2 separate regions of the Bombyx mori genome follow, and region 2 is linked to region 1. The links are chromatin contacts, called in public Hi-C maps. All regions are on one chromosome and are shown on one strand. The core of a region is the stretch at or near the end of the contact, and the rest is flanking DNA. Distances in the headings are between cores, read along the strand shown. Region 1 holds the start of LOC101744027. Region 2 holds the start of LOC101737813 (F-box only protein 9).

Region 1 (5,093 bases), core at 691-3,190:
TACTTGAACTTGATGCCTCACTCATGTATTCAAGTTTATTTATGGTGTCAGATGTATCTGTTACATCAGATTTAACTGACACACCAGATGATGGCACCACACTGGTTGATGTAGAGGTAGATGAAACTGATTCAGGAGCAATTATTGGACCAACTTCTATGATTAAAGTTTTTGGATCATTTAAATTATTTTTACACAGTTGGGAATTTGGAATTAAGGTATCGGTGTCTGTATAAACAGTGGTAGTACACGATTTAGGAACAAACTGTTGAGGTGGTGTGTACATGCAAGATCCAAATTGATCCAAAACCATTAAGTTCTGATACATTGAACTACTTTGTGCTACGTTTGTCACAGCATCCGGTCCTGTTGTAATCATAGTGGGCATACTTGAAATAAAAGGCTTACCATCTATGTTATGCACCATTTCTCTGTAAATTATTTGTGAATTTTGAGTCACAACTGTTGATAAACTGGGAGTGAAGGCACCTGTTGACATGTTATTGAATTGGGCGCCTGATAATTGTGGAGCTACAACTTTAGCATCAATATGGGCTGATGAATTAGAAATATTTCCTGAGATCAGCATGTTGTTCTGTATATTCTTTTGCACAAATGTTGGTGTTGTCGGCACCATGACATGCATAGGTTTCACTCCTGATGTAATGTACTGTATCCCACCTACATTGGTTTTCAAAAGTATGTTATTGGGCTTTGGTAGAATCTTTACAAAATCTTGGGCTTTCTTATGTCCTGCTGACACAAGATTGTTTTGCGGTGGAAACCTTAAGCCAGCAGCTATTGGTGGTATGTTATATGTTAAAACATTGTTTACATTATCCATGGCAGTATATTCAGCACTCCGTGAATATTTAATCTCTCTATCTTCTTGTGGTTCTTGAAACACTGTAAATGGCTGTTCAAAATCTGACAGTTGAGAACTTTGAAACTGTTGCATTTTATCACTTTTCAATCCATATGACAAAGAATGCTGACCTGATGGAACTGAATTTGTGTCAAAATTAATACTATCTCTAATTTCAGGTGTCTCATTCCGTGATAGAGATGTAATTGATGTTGATTTGGGAGTCCTACTTGGTGGCCTTCGCCAGTAGCGGTCAGGTTCACTGCTTCGCTGTGATCCATTCCATCTGTCATCTGCAGGTGTCCGAGACCGACTTCTGTATGAGCGTTCCGAGTTTGCAGGAGTTGATGTTCTACTGCCGAAACCACTGCCTTTTGAGGTAAGACAACACAAAGCTTTGATAACTTGGTCCTTGGGGTGAGTGTCGAGATGTGATTCCAAACTCATTCCATTGTGAAGGTAAAGGGTGCACACAGGACATTGTATTAATTGATCCATTGTTGGGTGTTTCAATCACAAATTACTGAATGCTTAATTTGTGGTAAGGTCGAACGAAACAGTTTAGTTAGACTTGTTTTTTCACTATTAAAATGCGCGTTCGTAGTCCGTGTGACCCGTTCGTCCAGAGTGCGTGACGTACATATCTACATTTCATACGCAAGGCTCTCGATCAAACACCAACAACACATAACTTCCTTCCAAATACGTTGCTTATCGATCTGCGAAACAAAATACAGTATAAAATATAGGTATCTACATTATAAACTCGCACCCGACAATCGTATGAGCTGCGCAACATGTAAACATGGTACAAAAGAAAACAAAACTTGAAGATAAAGGCCATTAGGACATAAAAAGTCTGGCACCAAGTACAATGAAATACGAAATGAGTTCATGAATATAAGGGTAAGTCAGCTATGGCGTTTACCTATTATATCGTGTGTTGTACATAGTCCATTGCTTCAAAATCATCAAATATTTGGCTCTATTCATTTACGTTTAAGCGTATTCTATAAATATTTCTAATTTGTCAGACATATTGCAGACGTCTCGTTCACGTTCACAATACTTGTTTCGTTCTACGTTACGAAATGTCGATGAACTTTTCAAAATTGTCATTTCCGACGTGTTTTCATCAATTTCTAAATCATTCTGCGTAGAAGAGAACGTAAATGACAAACACGATAATAAAAATTATTTTGTCTGTATACGCCTCGTAAATCAAAGGGTACCAGCCAATAATGGATTGAGTGAAAGGAGGACTCACTGATGTATCCAGCTCTGGTGACCATACGATGGATGAACAAATAATTTTATCATCATCCTCATAAATAAAAAAATATCTGAGGCGCAGCTCTTAACGCCATACATACGATTTGCAATTACCTTGTTTCCTAATGTACTTCAATTAAATTGAGATATTCAAGATAGGGAAGGTCTACCTTTAAAAAAAAATGTTTTCTTACTCTCCTCTCAATCTAATTCCTTCAATGCGTACAATTCTCAATTTTATTGAATGTAAATATTTAATTTAAAATGCAATTTAATTGTTCTTAAATGACTTTGTGGACATTTGTAACAGAATTCCTTACTTTACACTGTAAGGTGTGCAGATCGTATTTTGATTGTTCTTTTTTTGTGGAAAGGAAGGATAACAGGAAATCGGTTATGGGAGAAGCTTACTAACCAGTGCCTGAATGCACTCGTAGGAGACTTATGAGCTCAAAAGCAACTATTTCGTGTTCTACATCGATATCACTGTGTTAAGTATCTCGTCGAACTCTGCGCTGGATCGACAAGTACGGTGACCTGTATTTTATTTGCTGCTAACGTTAGTACTACTAACGTCCTACAGCAGCACTAGGAGTGGACAAGAAGGATCCACGATGACGTATGTTTAAATGGCCTCGGCGGTGATCGGCTACTGCGTGAGCCGAGTCTGAGCGTAGTTGTCGACAGCCGTGATTAGTTAACATGTCGCACCATCACCCAACGACGCTTTCGTAATATACTTACGGATAGATTCGGATATGTACTGATTGACGTAAAAATCCATATTCCTCATGTTCCACATTGTTTCGACGGCTATTCGAAGAGCGGAGTCTTGAAAATTATTTTATTTTGTTGATTTTGTTTAAATTTCTGTAGCACTCTCACTAGGTAGCCACATTTTACATAGAATTTTAAAATTCCAATATCTCTCCTCATTAAATTCCATTTCATTTCATTTCTTTCCCCTTTTATTTTGAATGCAAAGGCTTCGCCCTTTGTTTCAAAAAATTTAGCAATATGAGTCATGTTTCTTTTGCCTGTCTATAGAAAAAAAAAAAAAAATTATGTGCTTTTGCCAGTTTTGCCATAAATGTTCGAAAAAGTTAATTTATGAATTTTAAGATAGTGTTGTATGTCACATAAAATTATTTAGATTTTTGTTGTTGTTAAGTGTTTGTAATTGCTTCAGTCCGTGATATATTATTCCAAGTTTTGGGGGTAAATTAAATTAAAAACAGTAAACAAAATGTCTTTTAATTACGAAGAAATAAGCCACAATGGTAAGCTGTTTAACAGTAATATGATGAATAACTGTGGGCTAGTTATCATATCATGGTTCAGTCTATGACCAAAATTAAATATCTTAATTGAAGTAAATATAGTTCCGGATTTTATAATTAGACTAATAATTATACTTAGGATATAACCTCCCTAATAGAATGTGTGGATTCGCACAAAAACACTATAAAAAGTATACTCTGACCCTTACAATCGAAATGTATGAATTCTTTGCAGTATACATAGTAAGATTGTACTTATATGGGCTGAAAATACCTCAATTACTACCAGTATCGGGTATTGTACTTCTGTTTGTTCATTTTAGAAAGATTACTGTATTAGAACAGTGAATCCAAAAAATGATCTTTGATATAGCTATCATATTAGCAGGTAAACTAAAGAAAAAAAATTTGCTGTCTTAGATGCAGAGTAAATTGACTGAAATGAATATCAAGAATTTTATTCAAACTGCATGACATTTAATTTTGAATACTATAGCAAACACATCCCTATTGTTATCGCTCATGAGCCTCTGAGGAGGATGCATGCAAATGGGGCGGGAGTAGATGCTGGCAAAAGGCCTCAATGCAATTCCATGGCCACCAGTCTTTATTAGTCAATGGAGGAAACGTGTTTAATTGTGTTTTAGATTAGCTAGCCATCTTGTAGTTAATATCGACGGGTGAAAAGCTATTTGGTTTAAGTGACATTTCGCTTAATATGCGACATTTGTCTTTATAATTAAAATACCGTTTTTTTGGTATTATTATCAACAATCGGATGTTTTTAATTGAAATTCAATTAAGCTTAACAAAGTCAAATACATAGTTGAAAAAGTTTTTTGTTACGATATCTTTTCCATATTTTAAACTAAAATGGCTCCGATGTAAATTTGAAAAAATGTCGCTTAAACCAAATTGCCTTTCACCCCTCGATATTAGGTCATTGTTCACACATCAATAAACTACACATTTTACTGTGAGAGTTTTAATTTGTTATAATACAAAATATGAACATAAGTATTAAAAACAGTAGTTTTATATTTTTAAACAATTTATTTGTAAACATCAAGTGTGCTTGCATGTTAGAAGAATCAGCTTAATGTAACTGAATCTACTACTGTACTAATAGCAACTGGCAAAACAAACTCAGCTGTCTGAATTGTTTAAGTCACATTACGTTAACAATGAGACAGTTTTCATTGAGGTCATCATAGATAACAGACCAAGTTGATAATCAGTATTTAGATCTCAGAAATCACAACTTTGAAATATTGTTTTGTAGAAGCAAAGGATCTTCTCCGTCAATGGAGGGAAAACAATGAGAGGAGAGGCAAAGAAGTGCTAGAACTTTGGGATGTGGTTCTCAGAGAAGATGTAAACAAACTTGGAAACGAGAGTTGGTATAGATCTTTTTATGTATTGAATCGCTTAAATTTGCAAATGTACAAGCAGCTCAAATACTTGAGGATAAGTAAATGAAATATAACCGAGAATACATCTATTCACCAGCCAACACACATTGTGGTTTTAGATATTTTTTTTCTACCTTTTCTAGTAACTTCTACTATTCTAGTAGACAATTAATTAGGTTGTAAAAGCACAACAACACAATGCTAGTTTATAACTTTTAAATAACTTATAACCCTGATGTGTGTGTGTTTTGAATTTTGGATTAT
Region 2 (4,945 bases), core at 2,202-4,701, 290 kb after region 1:
AGTCCGCAAGGGTAGGTACCACCACTCTGCCTATTTCTGCCGTGAAGCAGTAATGCGTTTCGGTTTGAAGGGTGGGGCAGCCGTTGTAACTATACTGAGACCTTAGAACTTATTTCTCAAGATGGGTGGCGCATTTATATTGTAGATGTCTATGGGCTCCAGTAACCACTCAACACCAAGTGGGCTGTGAGCTCGTCTACCCATATAAGCAATAAATAAATAAAAACTTGGTTTTCTTTCAAGAGTTATAACAACAAATTTAAAAAAAATACCTTCCGGCGTATCTCCCCTGAGCTCGCTTCCCTCGTACAGCCGCGTCTCGACGTCCGGTACGATCTGTATGGCTCGCTTGTAATGTTGTATAGCTTCATACAACTTCCCCCCGCGCTCGAATTCAACGCCACGGAGGAACAGTTGCTTAGCCTACAAAGTAAAAATAACATGTAGCTTCCAAACAAAGGTACCAAATACTCTTCTTTAATAAAAGAATTTTTTTTTCCTACCTAAGCTTTCGAGGCTATATCAGCGTCGCCTTAACTAGTAGGTGAGCTCACAGGGCTCAAACCTGACGACGTTGCTAACACGAACCCTAGCAAGAGCAGTGCTTCGCAGAATCTACCATCGGATCGGAAACGCGACCCACTGAGAAGATCCGGCGAGAAACTCAATGGGCTGTGTCTGAGGGTTAATTTACTCGTCGACCCCTTCGTCGCAAGTGACGGGTTCGACGAGAACAGTGACCGGTGCCTGAGGTACCTAGAAGCACCGTTAGTGGATCGGGAGGATCCGTTATGACGTGTTTGGGGCGACGTCGACTGCTTTCCATTCTGTCCGCAGGATCGGGAATGTAGTTACCGGCGGCCACGATGAGAGGATTCTCGTGTCGTACCGCTTTATCGAAGTGGCGCGAAAGAATTTCTATTTAAGTGTAGAGTATGGTGCTATATGTAAATGAAGTGAATATTGTGAAATTATCTTGTTATCTATGAAAGTATAAAAGAAAAACAAACAAAGGATCCACATAATAGTTGAAAAACTAATGTAATTTAGAAGCTAACAATTATATTTCTACTCTGCATTTTCTTAATGTTTTTCTGAGCATTAATTCTTAGTATTATTTTGTTTTGTTATAATATATTGGTGAAAAATATGATTGCCCAAATTGCTAATAATGAGATCAGAATTAACCTTATCCTCATCAGTGAGTGGTTCTGCAAATGATTCTTCAAGCTTTGATCCTTTCTGTGTTGTCGGTGTTGATTCGAGTTCTCTCTGCCACTGCTGCCGGAAGACTGAAAGCTCATCTTCACCGTGATTTGTATTCTGAAAAAAAAAGTTAATATCTTATTAGGTATCAAAGAATCTGTATGCACCTAATGAACTGTACTATTTATTACAAGTACTATTTTAGCTCAATTTTAGTTCTCTGATCTACTGATTTAATTCCCCGATTCCTAAATCCTCAAATACTAGCAGCAGAACATATTTCAAATCTCATTTTGGCTTTTTCTTCTACAAATCATTTATTTTGGTATGAAATTTAGAAGATAAGACTCCAATCCCATGACCAAAGAATCACTATAAATGTACTAAAATTGTCCATTCTTCTTGTTTATTGGCAGATGAACTTTATTTTAGTCATTGTTATATAAGATTTAAGTACTTAAGTTATTTGGTAATGAAACGAGAAATATTTACTTGCGCATTGTCTTGTAAACTCAAATTGTCAAGAGTATTGCAAGCTTCAAGCACATTATTAGAATGAGACGAAGAAGAGTCTTCTTGCTCCTCGCCTTCACACTCGCTGCTAGTCTCACCATGTCCTGATGCCTGCAATAGAGGTTGGCACAAAGTTATTTATTGAACACTCGCTGACTCGGCAGACCTCGTAGTGCCTCAATTGAAAAATAAAAGACCTAAACTTTTCTATAAAATAAACAGCAACTCATTTTTATATATAAAAAAGAAGAAGAAGATTCTTAAGCACATTTAAGGTACAATACAAGTTACTGCAATTAAATTTAAGGAATACTACATTTGTTTTATATACAAAACCAATTCAATCATGTCCCAAACAGACAATGTGTGCCTCTCATTCTAATGGAAACTTTTTGGTGGAGACTATTTTCTAAGAGATAATTTTCCAGTAAGTTTTATTATTGTTCTTATTGTTCTTCAAGATGTTCATGGGTGATCATAACCAACATTTTATTAGCAATGTATTTTAATATTATGTGTAGCTTGGTTGATTCGGTTGTTTAAAAAATATGTATATTAGGAAATATTATTTAATTCAAAAGTCATGAACACAGAATATTTTCATTCAACTATTTATTTCAACTACTTATCATATACATACATATTATCATAGACATCTACAACGCAAATGCCGCCACCTATCTTGGGTGGTAGTACCTACCTGTGCGGACTCACAAGACATCCTACCACCAGTAATTACCCAAATTATAATTTTGCAGGTTTGATTTTTGTTACATGATGTTATTTCTTCACCGTGTAAGATAATCGTGAATATTTGTGAAGTACATATTTCAATAGAAAAATTGGTACCCACTAGCAGGATTCGAACACCATTGCATCACAATATACAAATGCACCGTACGTCTTATCCTTTAGGCCACAATGACTTAAAAAGTACATATAAATATATAAAATTTTCTTGACATTGCAAAATTCACAGTTTAAGCGAATAATACACCTGTTAGAATTTCATTATTATTCTGAAACTATTGACATTGTATTAATCATAAAAGAAAAGGTATCATGTTTGAAAGTAAATAAATTAACCATTTCATTGCCATTCCGTATGTTCAAAATACAGTGAACATAATGAAATATTTTCAAAGTGTCTCAAACATGTTTTTGCTTCTAGTAACAAATTTTCATGGTAAATTTCATTTTAAACTAATACTATCCATTAAAACAAATACAAAAAAGATCACTATTTATTCGATTGGTCAGAATAAAAAATTTGGCTCTAACCAATAAAATGCGGGAATAATGTAATCTATATTATTCTCAGCTGATATTTTAATTTAATTTCTTTCTTAAAATAAATACTGGAACGAGGTTGAAAATATTATTCAATAACTTTTTAAACCAAACTGAACACACATTAAAAACTATATGTTAAATCTCGAATAACATTTAGGTCAAAATTACTATGACAGAATCTTAAAATAAATATTTTGGTGCTGTTTTGGTAGTGCGCTGTAATCTTACCATTTTCACTGATTTATGTGCCTTATTGTACCAACAATTGCAACTACAATTGTGACATAAAATATATTAAGTGTATAATCTATGATAGGTAATATATTAAATTTTAATATACAAATATATTATGTACGTGGTTTTTTTTACGATATTGCTCAATTTTTTTCTCATTAGAGAAAAAGTTCACAGTCGCATCGACCCTGAAATGAAATAGCGTTTCAAAGTTGACTTAGCAAAACAAAAAAGTTTTAGCACTGAAAAGTGAGTAAGAATGATTAGAATGTACTATAGTTCAAGAGAGAAAAAAATAAGATATGCGCAAAATCTGAAACTTAGAAAGATATTAGCGTTGACAGGAGTCTGACCAATAAGAGCAATAGGTAATGGGGTGATTAGGGGTTGAGAGGTGAATGGGGAAAAAACCAGGAAATTTTTCGACACTCAATATTAGTTTTTTAATCGTTGCAAAATCATCCATTTTTTAAAAATCTGTTGTATTTGGGGATGATGGAAACGTCTCAGGTACAAATAACAACGAAAAAGGGGTCAATTGAGATGAGTTAAATGGGAATGACCTACGTATAAATAGGTACAGGCTTGTAGGGTTGTCTATGTAGTTAGAACAATCTTTTTTAAATGTGTTGGTAAGAATCTGGTTTATTCATGATGTTTTTGTGTAGAAATTTTATTGAAAATTATCAATGCAGTGTTATTTTATTGTTTGGCAAACATTCATATTTATCAGCTACGTATTGTTTTCTATTTTAGATATGCCTCGCGTGTACGTATCAAAGAGTGCAAAGCCTTATAAGAGATATGATTCCTTAATATTAAAAACAGCAATAAAAGCCTATTGGTTGCGCTGGTTTAAAACTTAGTTAGTTTTAAGTTTCGAAAAATAGCAACATTTTTAATTTGGTTTTGCAAATCCTGTCCCATCCCTCTCCGGCACTTTACCTACGGACGCGTGCGAGCGAGATCGTGTGGTGACATCGAGACGAAAAAATATGGCTGAACAACCGCGCGCGCGCTTCGTGTCTTTGTTATGTTAAATACGTAAATAAGTGAAATCGTTGGTGTTTCTCATCGCGAAGTGGTACGAGTCTGCAGTAAGGACTACATAAAGGTATTGTGCATCCTTCCTTTAACGCAGAACTGCCGCTTCTTATCGTTTCTTCCCGCAGTCTGTGTCCTTCATTTGCAACGACCAAATTTAAAATATTTTCATAGTTTGCTTAACTCGCGTCTACACCTATGAAATTGGGAATAAGTCTTTAGTTGAAATAGCTAAGCAATTTAACATTAGTAAGTCGGTTTTGCACAAACATGTAACAAGAACAATGAAATCTCAAGGTGGACAAAAATGTCTAAGTAATACATAATAAAATATATTAATATTTGTCCAGAGTGGGGGTATCCACCTGATAAATCCATGGAATAACCGACACACCTAATCTCTTAACCCAGATAAAAATATCAACCCCTAAGTACTTACTAAGAACGAAGAAATATAAACCGTATATAAGAAAGCCCGCTCGTTCGAATTTAGGTGCTTACTCTCCCTTAAACTGAATCCTTTGGAACTACAATAATTTCCACGGTAGCGCGGTCTCCGTCAATGTTCTAACTGAACTAATTTTAAGTGATGAAATAGATATTTTTTCTAATTGTCTCACAACTTACAGGAAAAATCTGTCGCGGATAATTTCCC

The links. A called contact is a pair of places that touch in the nucleus more often than the background predicts.
Region 2: a Hi-C map of posterior silk gland shows a contact between it and region 1, with 1.5 times the contacts expected there. The contact joins the promoter of LOC101737813 here to the promoter of LOC101744027 in region 1.

Annotation. Positions count from the first base shown.
Region 1 is chr6:2,172,767-2,177,859 of ASM3026992v2, forward strand. LOC101744027 reads right to left here and starts at 1,941. Exons shown (of 8, transcript XM_038011802.2): 1 at 1,794-1,941; 2 at 1-1,584. The coding sequence starts at 1,363. LOC101739356 (ER membrane protein complex subunit 2) reads left to right here and starts at 3,135. Exons shown (of 7, transcript XM_038011803.2): 1 at 3,135-3,417; 2 at 4,700-4,813. The coding sequence starts at 3,384.
Region 2 is chr6:2,460,742-2,465,686 of ASM3026992v2, forward strand. LOC101737813 (F-box only protein 9) reads right to left here and starts at 3,452. Exons shown (of 10, transcript XM_062668958.1): 1 at 3,241-3,452; 2 at 1,699-1,830; 3 at 1,189-1,323; 4 at 273-423. The coding sequence starts at 3,243.